Regions from separate parts of the Mus musculus genome. Here regions 2 and 3 are each linked to region 1. A link is a contact called in public Hi-C and promoter capture Hi-C data. All regions are on one chromosome and are shown on one strand. Each heading gives the region's core, a stretch centred on a gene start, on an enhancer-like site or on the middle of the called end of the contact. The rest is flanking DNA. Distances are from core to core; before and after follow the strand shown. Region 1 holds the start of Slc12a8 (solute carrier family 12 (potassium/chloride transporters), member 8). Region 2 overlaps Slc12a8 (solute carrier family 12 (potassium/chloride transporters), member 8). Region 3 overlaps Zfp148 (zinc finger protein 148).

What was found. Promoter capture Hi-C pulls out the DNA fragments that hold promoters and counts their contacts. Hi-C and Micro-C count contacts between places; a contact is called where the count stands out from the background.
Region 2: a Hi-C map of uterus shows a contact between it and region 1, with 1.7 times the contacts expected there. The contact joins the enhancer-like site here to the promoter of Slc12a8 in region 1. A contact is called at or near these places in 10 of 39 promoter capture datasets (the 3T3-L1 cell line, 3T3-L1-derived adipocytes, HPC-7-derived erythroid cells and 7 more), 5 of 484 Hi-C or Micro-C datasets (the 63-12 cell line, adipose-derived mesenchymal stem cells, nephron progenitors and 1 more), 3 of 115 datasets of contacts at active chromatin or transcription factors (CD8 T cells, embryonic stem cells and intestinal crypt epithelium) and 3 of 9 other capture datasets (adipose tissue, liver and pancreatic islet).
Region 3: a contact with region 1 is called in a promoter capture Hi-C map of cranial neural crest, with 1.9 times the contacts expected there. The contact joins the enhancer-like site here to the promoter of Slc12a8 in region 1. A contact is called at or near these places in 4 of 39 promoter capture datasets (cranial neural crest, liver, macrophages and 1 more), 1 of 484 Hi-C or Micro-C datasets (nephron progenitors), 2 of 115 datasets of contacts at active chromatin or transcription factors (both in embryonic stem cells) and 3 of 9 other capture datasets (adipose tissue, liver and pancreatic islet).

What each region holds. Positions count from the first base shown.
Region 1 is chr16:33,516,860-33,520,000 of GRCm38.p6, reverse strand. It overlaps Slc12a8 (solute carrier family 12 (potassium/chloride transporters), member 8), which reads right to left and starts at 1,806. Exons shown (of 13, transcript NM_134251.3): 1 at 1,625-1,806. The coding sequence starts at 1,672.
Region 2 is chr16:33,558,675-33,561,972 of GRCm38.p6, reverse strand. The region is part of intron 4 of Slc12a8 (solute carrier family 12 (potassium/chloride transporters), member 8); the gene reads right to left. Among named protein-coding and RNA genes, the nearest start is that of Slc12a8, 42 kb to the right of the region's middle. Within about 2 kb of position 1,467, at least 194 of the 459 cell types and tissues checked have an H3K27ac peak or open chromatin away from gene starts, as enhancers often do. A contact at or near this core is called in adipose tissue, adipose-derived mesenchymal stem cells, intestinal crypt epithelium and 1 more, where this site is marked.
Region 3 is chr16:33,468,115-33,471,203 of GRCm38.p6, reverse strand. It overlaps Zfp148 (zinc finger protein 148), which reads right to left. Exons shown (of 9, transcript NM_011749.4): 7 at 3,021-3,089. Among named protein-coding and RNA genes, the nearest start is that of Slc12a8, 49 kb to the left of the region's middle. Within about 2 kb of position 1,698, at least 12 of the 459 cell types and tissues checked have an H3K27ac peak or open chromatin away from gene starts, as enhancers often do.

The DNA of each region.
Region 1 (3,141 bases), core at 557-3,056:
AAGATATATCTTGTGAGGAAAATTACAAAATGAAGCTAAAAGTCACATAGCCTCTCCTTAGGAAGTCAGACCATGCTCTAGGTACCACCCGGTGGGCACCTCACTTAGAGCACAAAATTCGTGCCTCAGCATCCTTAACATCTAGACATCTTGCAAACGCTGATCTATCATATAGTGACAAAGACAGCAATTTTCTTCTCTGCTTCTGGTCATGGATGAAATGTAGCAGAGGGCAATGTAAATGTTTGAAGTAATACAAGCCATCCATTCATAAGCAGGCAAAGACCAAATCCTACTGGCTGTCTTAGAGAGCAAAAGCTTAGATGGGACTATGTCTTTCATAAGCCAACCTACCAATTCTCAGTCTAGAGCTGCGGCCACTAACTCCTAACACCAACCTAAATCATCCCAGGGTCAGTTACTAGGAAACTAGAGACCAACACTTAATCCAGAGTCCAGAAAAATTCTTCAGAGTGGCACACCCCAAACTGTTCACTCTACCCTGCCTTCACGTTCCTGCAATAATCCCCAGCAAAAGCCTTGGTCTTAGACTCCTTCCACTCCTGGCTTTGGTCACCTGACTAACCAGGTGCATCCCCTATGGTCTGGCACAGAATTTTTGAGGACTCAGAAATGAAAGCAAAGGTTTTTTTGTTTCGTTTTATTCTGTTTTTAATTTTGTTTTTAATGACACAGACTAGCACCAATGTGTTAACATATAATACTGTTACTTGGAGACTAGATCATCCCCCAACTGCATTACAAAGTCATTAACTGACTTCAGCCTAGTTCTGCCACTCCTTGTCATATGTTTATGGAGCATTTACCGCCTGCTGGTCAGCAGGCAGCACGCCTTCACTGGCATCTGTGCACACATGAAAAGGGTTAACATGTGGCTTGGATGCCCCTACCACCTCCGGACTTTCAGCTCTAGACCTTGTTCTTGAAATATATATTCTTTCTCCTGCTGAAGGGCTTACTCCCCTCTCTTGCAGTGCAGGAACACCTCCCTGCCTCTCACTACAAAGCATAAAGGAAACCCAGGGGGCAATGAAACACCAAGGTGACTGAACACGGATGGCAGAGACCCCATAAGCACCAAGGTGTGGGCTTTCATTTAAGGGATTAATCCTTCAATTCTATATCAACCATCGACCACAAATGGAATATTTTACACTACACACTACACACACACACACACACACACACACACACACACACACTAATAACCAACAAGAAGGACTTAATAAAAACAAAACCAGCAGACATCAGGGAGTCCAGAAACCCCCTGATTTCCGTAGATTAGCTTTTCTAGAAATAAACTTACCTTCTGACTTTGATCTGATTTGTTATTAAAGGGAGTTCATATCATTTGAGTCTCAGCCTCCACTCGTGGCATTCTTCCCATGATGGGGTGGAGGGCAGAGAGCGGAGTACATTACAGCTAATGCCAAAGGAGACTTTCTGCACGGTTAACTGCTGTCCGAGGTATTCCCTCAACGCCTAAGTAAACCTGAGATAACTGCTTTGAAAATACTGCACTGCCACAGACCCCCCCTCTGCTGGCACCTGTCTGTCTGATGGCCTCTGCCAGCTCCACCACCACCCCTGTAACCAGACTTACCTGCTGGGCTGCCTCGTGGAAGAGTTCTTGCGGAGACCTCTGGGCCATTCTCCAGGAAGTGAGGTTCTGATACTTTTATCTAGATAGGGAGACCACTCTGGAAAGCAAACATCACTCTGTCAGGCCAGGCCCTCCCTCCCTCCCTTGCTGCTTCTTGCCTGTCCAGCTTCCTCTGCACTGAGAAAGGTCGTGGGTGAAGTAGAAACCTTGTTGGCCCCATCTGGGGACTCCTCCCCACTGCTCTCTTCAGAACCTCATTTATGGTTCAGAGCCCGCCTGATCATTTCCCGTTGTCCTGGGGTCACAGGAACTCCTATAGTTCACTCCCTACTCCCTGAACTCCTGAATATTGGGGAATGGTCTAGGCTGACTGCTCAGCTGCCTAGCCCTTAAAGACATAGTCCTACACTCTTTTCCCCAGTGCCTTGGGAACCCTTTGTTCAGAGCAAGGACATTTGGGGTCTTGCTGGAACCCGTGTCTGGTGGTGAGTGCAGGCAGAGTGTACTGGAGGCAGAGCCAGAGGGCTGGCGGCTGTCTTGAGAGGCCCCTGGACCCTGGCCAGAATAGGGCAGGTAAGAAAAAGATGTCAGAAAAGTACAGTTCTGGCCCACCAGAGGAGTTGATCTGGCTTTCCTGAGGCCAGGGACCTTGCCCCATGACATTTGAAAGAAAAAAGAGAGGGAGGGAGAAGGGCTGAGGCAACTGGCCGTGCTCCCCATCCTGCAGGAGACTCGTGGGGAGAGGAATAGGGCAAGATTCCTTTGGGACACATCACCCTAAAAAGATCTGAGGGCTGCGGGATGAGGCTCTGGGCACCAGAGTCAGGTCCTTGCGACCCCAGCCACTCTTCCCCTCCACAGAGCAGTGCCCGCACCCTCACCTGCTCCTACTCAGGCTCCGGAGGCCACGCCCGCCCCACCCGGTCCTGCCACGTGGCCGCAAGCGCTCCTGGCCACCTGCCCTGCATCTCGGGCGACCCCGCCCCAGCGTCCGGACTCGAGCATCTGGACTAGAGACCCAGGCCCTGAGCACCCCCTGTCCGAAGGGCGGTGGTTCAGTCAGGTGACACCGAACTGGCAGGAAATGGAGCTTCCAGAATGCGGCCCGGGCATGCTGAGAGGCGGGGGTGGGGGGCTGACCCTCACCACTTCAGCAGGACCACTGAGCCACCTCGGGTTGCAGGACGAGGGGTGGGAATTAACATACAGAGAGATTAAATTATCTCCATTTTCAATCTGGCATAGTTCCTAAACCTTAAATAACTTGCCAGGCTTCCATGTGGGTTTCTGAGAAACAGGAGGGCAGCTGGGAGTACTTCCCACGCCCACAAGCCTTTGTGTGGAATCCCTAAAAATAGAGGCTGTTCTTTTAAAACAAAAGGGAAGGCAAAGCCCGGGAACACTGGTGGCGCCCTCTCCTCTCTTTGCTGCTCCAGGGAAGTTGTTCCTGTGAAGGTGTCTTATGTAAAGTTTGCAGTCTGGGCCATTTTAACAGTGTGGAAAATCTTGCTCCCAGT
Region 2 (3,298 bases), core at 218-2,717, 42 kb before region 1:
CAGATCCCGCAGGCTTGCTACCCTGACCCAGCTGTGCTCCTTGCCCACTCTCAGCTGGCATCTTTGTCAGGGAACTATGCTAAGGAATGGCAGAAATGCTCACCCACGCTGAGGTGGGACTGCCCTCGGGCTCAATGCAGAGGACCAGTGTGGAGCCACCTGCTGTATCACCCCGCCTTCCAGGAAGAAGGCAGCTGCTGGAGAACCCAGGGGTGAGAGGCAGGCTACGTGGGGAGTGACCTCGGTGGCCTGACAATAAACCTGCCGGACTTTGGACCTGAATCTAGCACTTGTTGGCTGAGCTTGTCCGAGATCTCAGTTCCTAGTGGCACTGGGAGAGCATGTCTTTGTCACCACCCTGCCTGGTGTTGTTCACAGGCTTCTATTTCATCTCTTGTTTACCCCTCTAGGGGCTTGGCTCTGACCATCTGACCCCCACAAGAGAAGGCTGGCTGAGAACTCAGGCTCTCAGACCCTCTTGATCTGAAAGAATGGAAGCAGTATAGAGACCCTACCTCTACCTGATGGCACATGGCGCCTCTGAGGTCATACTAGCCAAGCCACTTACTACACAATCTAGGAAAATTGGACCAGCTCTTTGGAGTCTCCACTCCCTTGTCTATAAAGTGGGCATTGTTACCTCACGGCCCCCACTAGGTGTTTCAAGGGTGACTAGGATAATACATATAGAGTGTCCCTCTCCCCGGTTCCTCAAATACGTACATATGTACACACACACACAGCAAAGATCTGTGAGTTCAAGCCTTGGCTGAGCACCAGTCAAGTGAGAGGTTTGGAACAAAGATGGGCGCTATGCTCTCAGCACACTCCAGACCAATGGGTTAGGGGACTTTCTATCCCCAGGTTTCTGGGAGCAGAACACTGGGACCCATAGTCTTTGTCCCACACTACACCTCACTGCCCATCTCTGAAGAAGGCCATGCGGAAGCCTGTAGGAGCAGAGGACACCGGGCAGGGATCCCCAACCCCATGCAGTTTGAAAATACAGGTGGACAGAGGTCTAGCATTGAACCAGAGCTTAGGGTGTTCCCTGCTTCCCTCGGACTCTGCCAGCACTGCTAGGGGCAGGCAGGGCCATGGGGACCAAGGCTGGAATGAAAGTCAGGCCCTCATTGAAATAGTTCTCTGCCTACTCCCAGACTTTGCCTCTCTCTGCTGGACCAGCTGGGAGCTAGCTGCACAGCGGCGCTCTCAGAACCAACGTCCCCTCTCCCGGCTGCTGTTTCGGCATCTCTCAAGTAACCCTGCCCAGCCCTGTCCAGTGTCACTTGAGAGTGTGTGCATGACAGTCCTTGGTGAACAAAAACATAAACACCAGCTCTGGAGAAGCAATCCACACACAGGAGTGGGTGTTTCCTCCTAGGACTGTGGAAGGGAGAAGGGCTGAGTGAGCTGCCCTGGGGCGAGGTATCCTGCCCAGAGGTCCCGAGAGAACACAGACTGCAACTCCACACAGAGGCCACGGAGGGCACTGCAAGGCCGGCCCTCCAGGCAGGCCTTGCCCCACAGCCTGGAAACCACTTGGAGACAAAGCCTGCAGCGTTGGTGTCCACCACAAGGGGCAGGAGCTGGTTGGGAAGGTAATGCCACAGTGGTAACCTGGCCCCTGTTCCCGTTCCAGGACTGAAGCAGGGTGCTAAAAATGGGGTGCAAGACAGGGGTCTCACAGTAAGGGCATGGAGGCCTCCCTTATGGCGGCTACAGACTAGCCGACCGCTCCTGCAGGGACAAAAAAGGCCATGCAGTCTGGCTACCTTTCCTCGTGGGCTCTCTCCATGCAAATATGTACTGCCTGTCTCTGTAAGCCAGTGCTGAGCAATTCTGAAAGATCCAAGCCTTGTCCTTCTTAGCCACCATGTGGGCTGACTTCACACTCCAGAGGAGCAGCCAGAATGTTCGTGTTCACCCTGCTCCACAGGACAGAGCTCACGTATATACTATAAACCTAGGCAAAAGTCCATGCCTTAGGGCATAGGCCTTACACAGGAACCTAAGTCTGATAACTCAGATTTTTGCCTCTCTGCTAGACCAGCAAGGGGCTGACCGCAGAAGCCTGGGTTCCTAGAAATTACTCCTCTCTCCAGACTGCTGCTTCTGCGTCTCTGAGGTGGGAAGCAACCCTGCCCAGCATCTGTCACAGTGTGGTTTTGCTAAGTGGACATATTGTCAGGCTTCTTTCTAAATAGTGACACATATAGACCAGTGCTCCCTGTAATCTTGGTCAGAGACGCATAACTGGTCAAAGAGACTGAACTGATGACTGAGTGAGTCCTCGGTTCTAAATGGGACAGCTATGTGACCTCCATCCCACCCTCAAGGCTGAGACACCATCTCAGATGAGGCAGAAAGAATTGAAGGCCCCAGGTGTGGGGAGGAGCACTGTGGGTGGGGAGGAGCACTGTGAGTGTGGAGGAGCACTGTGGGTGGGGAGGAGCACTGTGAGTGTGGAGGAGCACTGTGGGTGGGGAGGAGCACTGTGAGTGTGGAGGAGCACTGTGAGTGTAGAGGAGTACTGTGGGTGGGGAGGAGCACTGTGGGCACTGTCCTCTGGACATGCCACGATCAATACACTCGGGAACCCACAGCAGCTATGGCCACCGGCAGAAGACCAGGCCAACACAGTCAGGAGTCACCACTCAACAGAAAGTAACAACTGGCTTCAGTGGGCTGCCAAAGCAATACAGAAGCCAGAGCGGATGTGAGGGTGGGAGGAAGATGTGTCGGGGATGTCTCAGGGTTGTTAGAAGGGGTCTTGGGGGTGGATATGACCAAGATATATTACTCACACATAAGAACTTGTCAGTGAAGAAAAGACAATTCTACTTTTAAGAGATAATTAGATTAATCCTAACTTTTAAAAGTAGAAAAATGGAGATAATGAATGAAGGGCCAGAGGGTGTTTGACTTTAATTTGAGATGGTGTGTAGACCATGGGAACTGGCAATATGGAAGCTGGGTTGGAGAACTCTAGGGAGGCAGATGAAGCAGGGCAACGGTGATGATGAAGAAATCCCAGAGTACTCACTGACAGCAGAGAACTGAGCTTCGTGCTCCCCTGATCACCAACAGTAGAGAACTGAGCTCTGTGCTCCCCTGATCACTGACAGCAGGGAACTGAGTTCCACGCTCCCCTGACCATATGAGGACTAGGAAGACCAAGAAGAGAGCAAAGGACTTATTTCACAGAATCAAGGAAAAATGGCTATTTCAAATAGGTACATGACCAATGTGCAAAATGGGTCATAGATAAAACCAGGCGTGACAAGATATGTCTTTA
Region 3 (3,089 bases), core at 449-2,948, 49 kb after region 1:
TCCCCAATCTCAAGCAACCTCCTTAAAGCCCCTGCATGCATAACACTCAGAGGCCTCTGGTGGGCAACACATCCATGTTCCAGGAAGTGGAGGACCCTTCCAGACTCACTTCATATCTGGCTGTTCATCCACATCCTTTACAGCAACGTTGTAAATACAAGTAAAGGGCTTTTCTGAGTTCTGTGAATCGTAAGACTGAAGTAGGGGGTCATGGGAACCCTCAGCTTACAACTGGTCAGAAGTACAGATGAGAGGACTTAATGCAGCGTCTGAGGAGAGGAGAGTCTTGCTCAGGCCCTTGTGGGATTGGATTCCAGCTCAAGTACTGCCAGAGCTATATCCAACTGCAGGGCACAAATGTGTCCTGGGAGTTAGAGAACCGGTTGTTAGAGTACAGGGGTGGGGAACTCCTTGTATTTGTAGTGCTAGGTATTGACCCTAGGATTTTCTCTGAGTTTTTTTTTTTAAGGTTTATTCATTTTTTTGTCTGTTTTGAAACATGGTTTCTCTGTGTAGCCTTGGCTGTCCTGAAATTCAAAGATCTGCCTGCCTCTCCTCCTGAGTGATGGGATTAAAGGTGTGTGCCATCTCGGCCTGGCATCTTTTGCTTTTTTTATTGTTAGTACTGGGGACCAAGGTCAGGCCTTGATGTCTGGTAATCTCAGTGCTGGATTTTATTTAAAAATTAGTTTCAAAAAAGTAAGCTTGCTATCACAGGATGGGTGGGTGGGAGTTTGAAAATTACTGGCCTTATAACATTTAAATTTCAATTCCTTTGGATTAAACTGTTATTAAAATTCCCCCTCCCCACATGCATACACAAGAGGGAGGGGGAGGGGGAGGGGGAGGGGGAGGGGGAGGGAGAGGGAGAGGGAGAGGGAGAGGGAGAGGGAGAGGGAGAGGGAGAGGGAGAGGGAGAGGGAGGGGGAGGAGACACTGACTCTGAGAGTGTCTTTGCCTTGTTATGACTCCTCTGGAGTCAGTATGTCTTCAAGGCTGTTTTCTGTAACATGAGAATGTTGGCCTCTGCTTTCTACTCATTGCAGATGTTACTAACACACAGAGAAGCTAAGCCAAAACTGACTGGCTTAGTGACAGGAAGAAAAATTCAAAGAGCCAAAAGTTATATAGCTATTTTGTGTCTCATTTTGCTCAGTGGCTGTATCTTGGTCTCTAGAGTGACAGAGACTTGAACTGGAGTCTGTGCAACTTCATTTACTACATTGTAGAAGTTAAAGAAATTCTCATCTTCTCTCTGTTGCCTAATATATCCTGAGGACAGTAATACCTCCTGCCTTTCAAAACTAATGGGAGGACTAAACAACAGTACCTGGTATTTCTTTAGTAAGTTCTCAATAAACTACTCATCACACTTCACTTAAACCCAATCAGAAAGTGTGACTTTGCTTTAAGAGTCAACGGAACATTTGAGAATCACCTGGGAGTCTCAGTGAGACACTGTCTAGATCAGGTTGGTCTGTGAGCAGGTCTATGGGTGATTTTCTTAGTTACATTCATAGCCTAGAAGTGAGAAGCACGTGGTTTGGGCCTGGAGGAGAGTGCACTGAACCAGCATGCATGCATGTATGAGCCTTGACTTGTCTGTGACAGACTGCAGCCTGGAACTGAGAGCTAGAACAAATGCGTGCCCCGTGTTGTTTTGTCAGGAATGAAACCAGGATAGAACTATTACAAGACTGTGGCCAGGGCATTCAGAGTTCACCACAGTGCAATGTCAGAGTGACAAAAGGACAAGCATTATGTCTCACTTTCTCAGATCACGCTCACCCATCCAGTCACACACAGACTTATAACTTTGCCTCAGGCCGCTTTGCAGAGGCTTTCTCTGGGGTAATTCTCAAGAAGTCTACAACACTTAATTACATGATGCTTATCCATATGTCTCTTATCTCCAAAATAGTCTCTGTGTACTCCTAGCAACTGAAAAACATTGAAGGGTCAGCCACTAAGTTTTTGTTAAATGAACAAATCATCAAAATCTAATAAACACATGAAAATATTCAACTCTTTTCACCTTGGACCTAACATTTTTATTATTGCACTGAAATTTCAAGTTAACTATCAAGTCACATAAAAGCCACATGATTTTTTTCTTCCACCATATATTAAAGTGATAAATGTTTCAGCCGAGCATAGCGGCTCATGCCGATGATAGCAGCACTCAGCAGACTGAGGCATAAAGACAGAGTTCCAGGCCATTTTAGCTAGAGTTAAGACCTGTCTCAAAATAAAACCAAACATGACACAGGAAAGCTTTTGATTAAAAAGGGCTGCTATCTATTAGTGTGTCCAAGGATCCCGTTCCACAGATCCTGCACATACCATAAGACCACATCGAAATAACTCTGGGACAGGGACGTAACAAGGCCCTAATAACTCGCAGGGCTGGCATTGTCACTGTTAGCACTCATCACCATTCTTAATTCCAACAAAATCTAAAACACACACACACACACACACACACACACACACACCTCACCTCCTGAACACTGTAAATTAATTTCAAAGAAACGTCTTCTTACAATGCTTAGAAATATCAAAGAAGAAAAGTCAATAGTCTATTAAATCAAAGTCACTTAGAAAATTTGAGATACTTGCTTTAAAATGAGATTAAAAAATTTAACATATAGATCACTTTAGTGAACTTCCAAATCATTAACCCTGGATGGAGACACAGGCAGCGTCTTCCTTGATACAGTGCGCCATGTAACAAAGAGACATGAAGGATGCTACTGCTCCTTATAAGTGGGAATGATCATTTTACTTAGCTTACACAGCTATTTCAGGAAAGTTTCCTTCTTTGTTACTCAAAATATGTAATTTATATTATTATGGAACTATTTCAAAATAATTTGTTGTAATTCATTAAAACCTGGATTTAACTACAATTAAGAGACTGATAGTCTTAAGCAGTGTGCCTTTTTAGACTCCCTCCCTCCCTCCCTCCCTCCACCTGTGGTGGTGACCATGAGCTTAGTTAGGCAGGACACAGCACTCACCGGTATGGATCTTCTCGTGTCTCTGAAGCAGGTACTTCTGTATGAAACGCATGTCACATTGACTACATT